2 separate regions of the Mus musculus genome follow, and region 2 is linked to region 1. Evidence: chromatin contacts called from public HiChIP or PLAC-seq data. All regions are on one chromosome and are shown on one strand. The core of a region is the stretch at or near the end of the contact, and the rest is flanking DNA. Distances in the headings are between cores, read along the strand shown.

What was found. HiChIP or PLAC-seq counts read pairs in DNA pulled down with a chosen protein or histone mark.
Region 2: an H3K27ac HiChIP or PLAC-seq map of extraembryonic endoderm stem cells shows a contact between it and region 1, with 4 times the contacts expected there. The contact joins two enhancer-like sites. A contact is called at or near these places in 3 of 115 datasets of contacts at active chromatin or transcription factors (embryonic stem cells, extraembryonic endoderm stem cells and trophoblast stem cells) and 1 of 9 other capture datasets (embryonic stem cells).

Annotation. Positions count from the first base shown.
Region 1 is chr6:37,397,516-37,400,497 of GRCm38.p6, reverse strand. All of the region lies in intron 1 of Creb3l2 (cAMP responsive element binding protein 3-like 2), which reads left to right. Among named protein-coding and RNA genes, the nearest start is that of Gm33275, 19 kb to the left of the region's middle. Within about 2 kb of position 1,402, at least 85 of the 459 cell types and tissues checked have an H3K27ac peak or open chromatin away from gene starts, as enhancers often do. A contact at or near this core is called in extraembryonic endoderm stem cells, where this site is marked.
Region 2 is chr6:38,085,877-38,088,858 of GRCm38.p6, reverse strand. Atp6v0a4 (ATPase, H+ transporting, lysosomal V0 subunit A4) reads left to right here. Exons shown (of 21, transcript NM_080467.3): 5 at 121-246; 6 at 835-929; 7 at 2,764-2,890. Among named protein-coding and RNA genes, the nearest start is that of Tmem213, 22 kb to the left of the region's middle. Within about 2 kb of position 1,413, at least 7 of the 459 cell types and tissues checked have an H3K27ac peak or open chromatin away from gene starts, as enhancers often do. A contact at or near this core is called in extraembryonic endoderm stem cells, where this site is marked.

The DNA.
Region 1 (2,982 bases), core at 153-2,652:
TAAATTGCTGGCCCTTTTTAAAGAACATTAGCAAAACCAACAGAAAAATTTCAGACACCATTATTCATCTGCCAGCTACTCGGAGCTCAGCCAGGCTTGAGTGTGTGTGACGGGAGAAGGTGGGTGCCCCAAGTTGGTCATGATGCGGGAATGTGTTATATGGAGTGGCCATCAATCAGCCCAGTGATACGCAGGTTTTCAGCAGAGCAACACTAGGAGCTAATCCTCTTTTAAAAGCAGTTACAGTGACTTAGAGGGACAAACTCCCTAACCCTGAATTCTGTTACTTCCCAGGAAACAAATCATGATGGAGTCAAGAGACACCAGTGGGCACACCTTCAAAGTTCTTATTAAATGATTCAAGGATTCTTAAACTCCTGGGCAGGGAACTAAATGATTGTGGCCGGACCTGGGGTCAAAGGAGAAAGAGATGCCAGGAAAGGATAGTGTTGGTAAAGTCAGCAAATATTGACTAAGCACCTCCTACTCGCAGAATTTCCCTTATAGGTGGGGTAGGGTCACTGTCAAACAGTCAACAAAGTAGGAGTCAGATAATAAAGTCCAGAACAGATAAATGTTAATTTCAGATAATGACAAGAGCAAATGTGGATGATAAAACGGTTTTGTGACCCCAGGGTAGGCATAGGCACCGACTTCTGGAGCTGGCTTTTGATATGGGCTGCTGGGGGCCTGGGAGGGGTTTGGAATCAACAGCCAGGAGATGGGGAAGGAGGTGCATCATGGAAGAGATAGAAATCCAGACGCAGAGGATGTGCAGGGCTTAGACAACAAACTATGTCCAAGTTTCCCAGATGGTCTTAATTGCCTTTGGGGGGGGGGACGCCTAGCAGGGTATTAGTCACAGAAATGACAATAAGGATATGTAGATTTTCCCTGTAATCGCTTCTTGCTATTTGCAAAATAGCAAGTCCCACAAAGTCATTGAACTATCTAATAGCAGAGGAGAGAAATGTGAAGATTCTCATAAGCCTCTCATGCCAGCATTTTTATCAGCCAGTTGATACATAGTCTTAATAGTGTGTGCATCTGTTTAGGGACACCTCATTCAATGAGTTCTGCTGGCTTGTTTACACTGGACTACGGTCCAGAGCACCATACCTTGTTTGGATGGCACTTATCTAGCCTAAGGATGGTTTCTGTGAGGCACGTCATCATCTCCTTGCTTTGGGGAGCAAAGGCACCTCACAACTGTGCCTGGAGCTGCTTCAAACAGCAGACTGACTCATCGACAGTGCACAGATGTGTAAACACGACACTGAACAGACCCCGCAGAGGACACCGTTTCCGGTGTGAGGATGGAGTCAGGCTGCTGGCACCCGGAGCCTGAGCAGCAGTGACCTCAGTTTTCCGTGCTTTGCACAGACTCGCAAGAGACTCCCACTGGGAGGGGGGGTGGCAAGTAAACCCTAGCAAGCAAATGAGTCACAAATACGGAGTCTGTGGGTAGTACAGTGTGTCCCACTGTCCTCCTGACTGGTGCTACATGGTTGACAGTATGGTAAGTGGCTTGCCATGAATGCAGCTCTATTCACAGAGCCAACTCTTGAAAGCCCGAGGAGGAGGTAGCTGAAAAGGCCGAGGTAGGTAAGAAACAGCCCCATATGTCTTAGGAAGGTTGAGGGCAGTCATTTGCCTTTCACTTAGGAGGGAGCTTCATGTGCTGTGGACTAGCTGCCCAGAAAACAGTGCAGCTATAAGCTGACTGGAATCATACCTGCCTCTACCTAAAATAATTGGCAAGTATTTTGCCCACTGTCCTGGATAGTGAGTCTTGCCCCTTTCTTTGCTCACTATCATTTGGTAAGAATAGATGTACATGAAAATCGTAGCTCATGTTGCCCACTCGACACAGACAGACATGGTTCTCTATGTACTTATTTCAAAATTGTACGTGCTCATGATGTTCATGCTGCACCCATGCCTTCAACATGAAGGATGAATTAATTAGCTGTGAACTCTAACTTTTCACGGAAGGATGGTCTCGTGGGAAAATGTGGTTCTTACACTCAGGGAAATAGATGCTCATTTTCTGTCTCTGCCCCTCTCTGAGCTGCACAATTTTGGGCCCATTGTAGATCTTTTCTGGGCTCACACTTTCTCATTGGTAAACTGACTAACTAATATGTCTGTTGTAAAGATTTATTAAAATAATATATTTAGCCATTTTCCTCGTCATGCTTCCGTGGCTAGGCCTTAGTGGACAGCTAGCTCTTCGGTGGCTTCCTAGATAAAATGAATGAATCATCGTGTAGACAGCGACCTTTGTCTCCCAGCTGCTCTGCCTGGAGAGGATCACTCCCAATCGAACCGTTATCACATCGTCCGTGTACCCTGGCTTCTGCATCAGTAAACACCTTAGCCTGATGTCACTATTGACTTTCTTCCTTTTAAACACAAATGTTCTAGAGTACACACAGAGGAAGATTCCCTTAGATTCTTTTCCCCTCTAATCTTGAGGGAGATGTTGCCAGGTTTTCTGTGTCCCCTGGTGAGTCAGGGGCTCAGGAACACTCACTTGGTATGACAGACAAATATGAAAGGGATGGACAGCTACTGGTCTAGTGTGGTACCTGTCACATCAAGGGAAAAGTACAGTACCAGGAATGGCTTGAACCACAGGATCCCGACCAGTAGCCAAGTCTTGGAGGTACTCGACAAGGGATATAAAGATTCCCCATTTTATGATAATTTCGCAATTACATGATACTATATGGTTCTTTATACCTAATAAGGACATTTTACAGAATTTATACTTGATTTTAAAACTCTATTTATCATACTGTGGATTGGGCCCAGGGCCATGGGTATGCTAGGTAAGTTCTCTGTTACTGAGCTTCATTCTCAACCCAGGAGATTCTTTTAAAAGACTCTATGTGAAGTTAGCAGGTGAACCCAGCTACCAGAGAGCGTCATAAGGTCAGCCTGACAATGGCAAAGACCACAGGTCGCCGTCTCATGCTA
Region 2 (2,982 bases), core at 164-2,663, 690 kb before region 1:
TGACATGGGGACTGCCTCTTTGATGGCTGGTTAGTGACTGTGGCTACTGGTTAATTGGTTAACGTATAGAAGAAATGTCACAACACTTTTTACCTGGCTCGTTTTTTTCCTCCCTTGCAGACGACTCTAGAGAAGTTGGAAGGAGAGCTGCAGGAAGCCAACCAGAGCCACCAGGCTTTGAAGAAGAGCTTTCTGGAACTGACAGAGCTCAAATACCTCCTAAAGAAAACCCAGGACTTTTTTGAGGTATTTTCTTGGGGTGGGGTTGATAAAGGGCCCTATTCTCTGAGTCTTAAGTTCCTATTTTGAAAACTGACTGGTCTGGCCTAAGGATAAAATACTTTGTTTCTTGCCTCATAGTCAAGCTATCAGTGAAGGGAAATATGACAGGTACAGTAGCAGTGATGCGGGCTCAATTGAATTAAAAAATATTGTTGCTCTCAGGTTGGGTATAATTGTGCATGCCTTCAGTTCTAGCACTTGGGAGGCAGGGGTAGGGCTGGCTTATAGATCATGTTCCAGGCCAGCCAGGGTAGCATAATGAGACCCTGTCTCAATTAAGAAAATACAAGTATGGCCTAGGGGAAGGAGAGTCAGAACTAGAGAGGTCTGGGTTTGAGCAAACTTAGGCTTGGGGTGGGAAGGTTGTTGTGGTTGTGTTGGAAGGTGTGGGGGTGTGGGATGGGGGCGGGTATCCTGACAAGGAGCTCTCTGCCTGTTCATTTGTGTTGACATCTGTAGAAGATTAAAGCTTCCTTAGAAACAGAGCAAACCCAGGGGTTCAGGGGCTTCTATGTTGTCCTGTGTTTGACAGGCCGGTGTTTTGTCTTTCAGACAGAAACCAACTTAGGTGAAGATTTCTTTGTTGAAGACACTTCGGGTCTCTTGGAGCTAAGAACCATACCTGCCTTCATGACTGGAAAGTTGGGGTTAGTATATCTCCATGCCCTGAGAACTGGGTGTGGATAGGTGCTTGGTCTTTCACTCGACGTCTGGAATGTGATCAATCTCCCGGACTGACCAATCAGTGAACAATGAGCTCCTGGGTGTGGAACAGCCTGTAAATGAATACAGGGCTCTACAAAGAAACAGACCCAGGAGTAACACACAAGGCTGGTGCGGTGCATGGTTCTCCTCCCACACCCCAAGCTCCCAGAGAAACAACTCTGAAATCCAAAACATATTCCCAAACACCTTGGCCACAAGCTTTGGCTTGTTCTCTAGCTAGCTCATCAATGAATAGCCTGTTTATTCTGATGTAAGTTTCAGCCACATGGCACGTTACTCTGAATAGGTTCCATGTGTCTCCTCTTCCGTGTTCCTGGGTGAATCCTCTGAGCCTGACTCTATCCCAGAATCCTCTCTCTCTATACCAGAACTTCCACCTCCTCTTTCCTGCCTAAGCTCATTGGCCAACAGCATTTGATTGACAGGCGATGCTTCCATACATCACACAAGAGATTCTCTCTGCAGTGAGGTGGGGGAGGGAGTGCCCCTTGCTCACGATGATAGGCATGTTTTTAAGCTTGGAGAGTTCCTGTACATGGCCCCCATGAGGAGTCTCTGTTCATTCTTTATATGCAACTCTTCCCTAGCTTTGGGATAAAGTTAGGAGGTAGATATGTTTGATAAAATGTACTTGGAGTTTTCAAGTGTCCTCGGAAATGACAGGATTGAGCAGGCAAATCAACTCTAAATATATGATACTAATACAGCATACATACTTTTGAGAATATTTGGCAATTCAACATGGGATTGCATTCAGTGCTCTTGTGAGATAGATGAAGGTATTTATGAACAGTGTGGTTGGAGGTCCCTAATCTTTTATTCAGTACATATTGAGAACCTATTGAAATTTGAAATGGAGCCGGGCTTGTTGGTGCACGCCTTTAGCCCCAGCACTCAGGAGGCAGAAACAGGTGAATCTCCATGAGTTCAAGGCCAGATTGGTCCACGTAGTGAGCTCCAAGACAGCCAGGGCTACACAGAGAAATCCCATTTAACAAGCAAACAAACAAAAACAGAGCAAAACAAAAACCCTCACAAAATTAGAAATGGAAAGAAGGTAATGTTTATATAAATATTTTACCCAAAGATAACGCAAGCTCAATGTCATCTAAAGTAATAAAACATTGAAAAGTTACAGTTTGAAGACCATGTCAGATGTTTAGGCTAGCAGTTATCTATGTACCAGGATACCTGGACATCCATGTGTTCAGTGTGTGTGTGTGTGTGTGTGTGTGTGTGTGTGTGTGTGTGTGTGTTTCAAGACAGGACTTTCTTGTTTAGCCCTGGGTGTTCTGGAACTTGCTCTTTAGGCTGGACTCAAACTTAGAGATCCACCTGCTCCTCGCTCCTGAGTACTGCAATCAAAGCATGTAGCATGTGCTATACCGCCTGGCTAATGTGTGTTTCCTAAGGGATTGCTTTTTAAAGATAAAAATGTGTCGAGACCATTGAACATTTACTGACATTGGCTACCACACCATAAAAAGGTCTATCATATATAATACATATGATATATACTACATAATATATAGTATTATATAATGTTATATATATATATATATATACATATATATATATATATATATATATATATATATATATATAGTATAAATAGAATTGTAATGATTAAGAAAATAGACAATCTAATAAGATATGGGCAAGCTGGAGCTGGGACGTGTGTGGCCTTGTGAGCAGTTCCCATCATCCCTCCCACAAGCCTATGCCTCATGGATGTCTCCTCTTCCTGCTTTCTAGGTTCACGGCTGGTGTGATAAACAGGGAGAGGATGGCTTCCTTCGAGAGGCTGCTGTGGAGAGTTTGCCGGGGAAACGTGTACTTGAAGTTCAGTGAAATGGACACACTTCTGGAGGACCCTGTGACGGTGGGCACTCCGGCCTGCAGGAGGGCTCTGTGAGCTTCCTGGAGTCCATAGCACTAAAGACCTCCCTCTCTCAAGCAGCTAGCGTCTGTTTC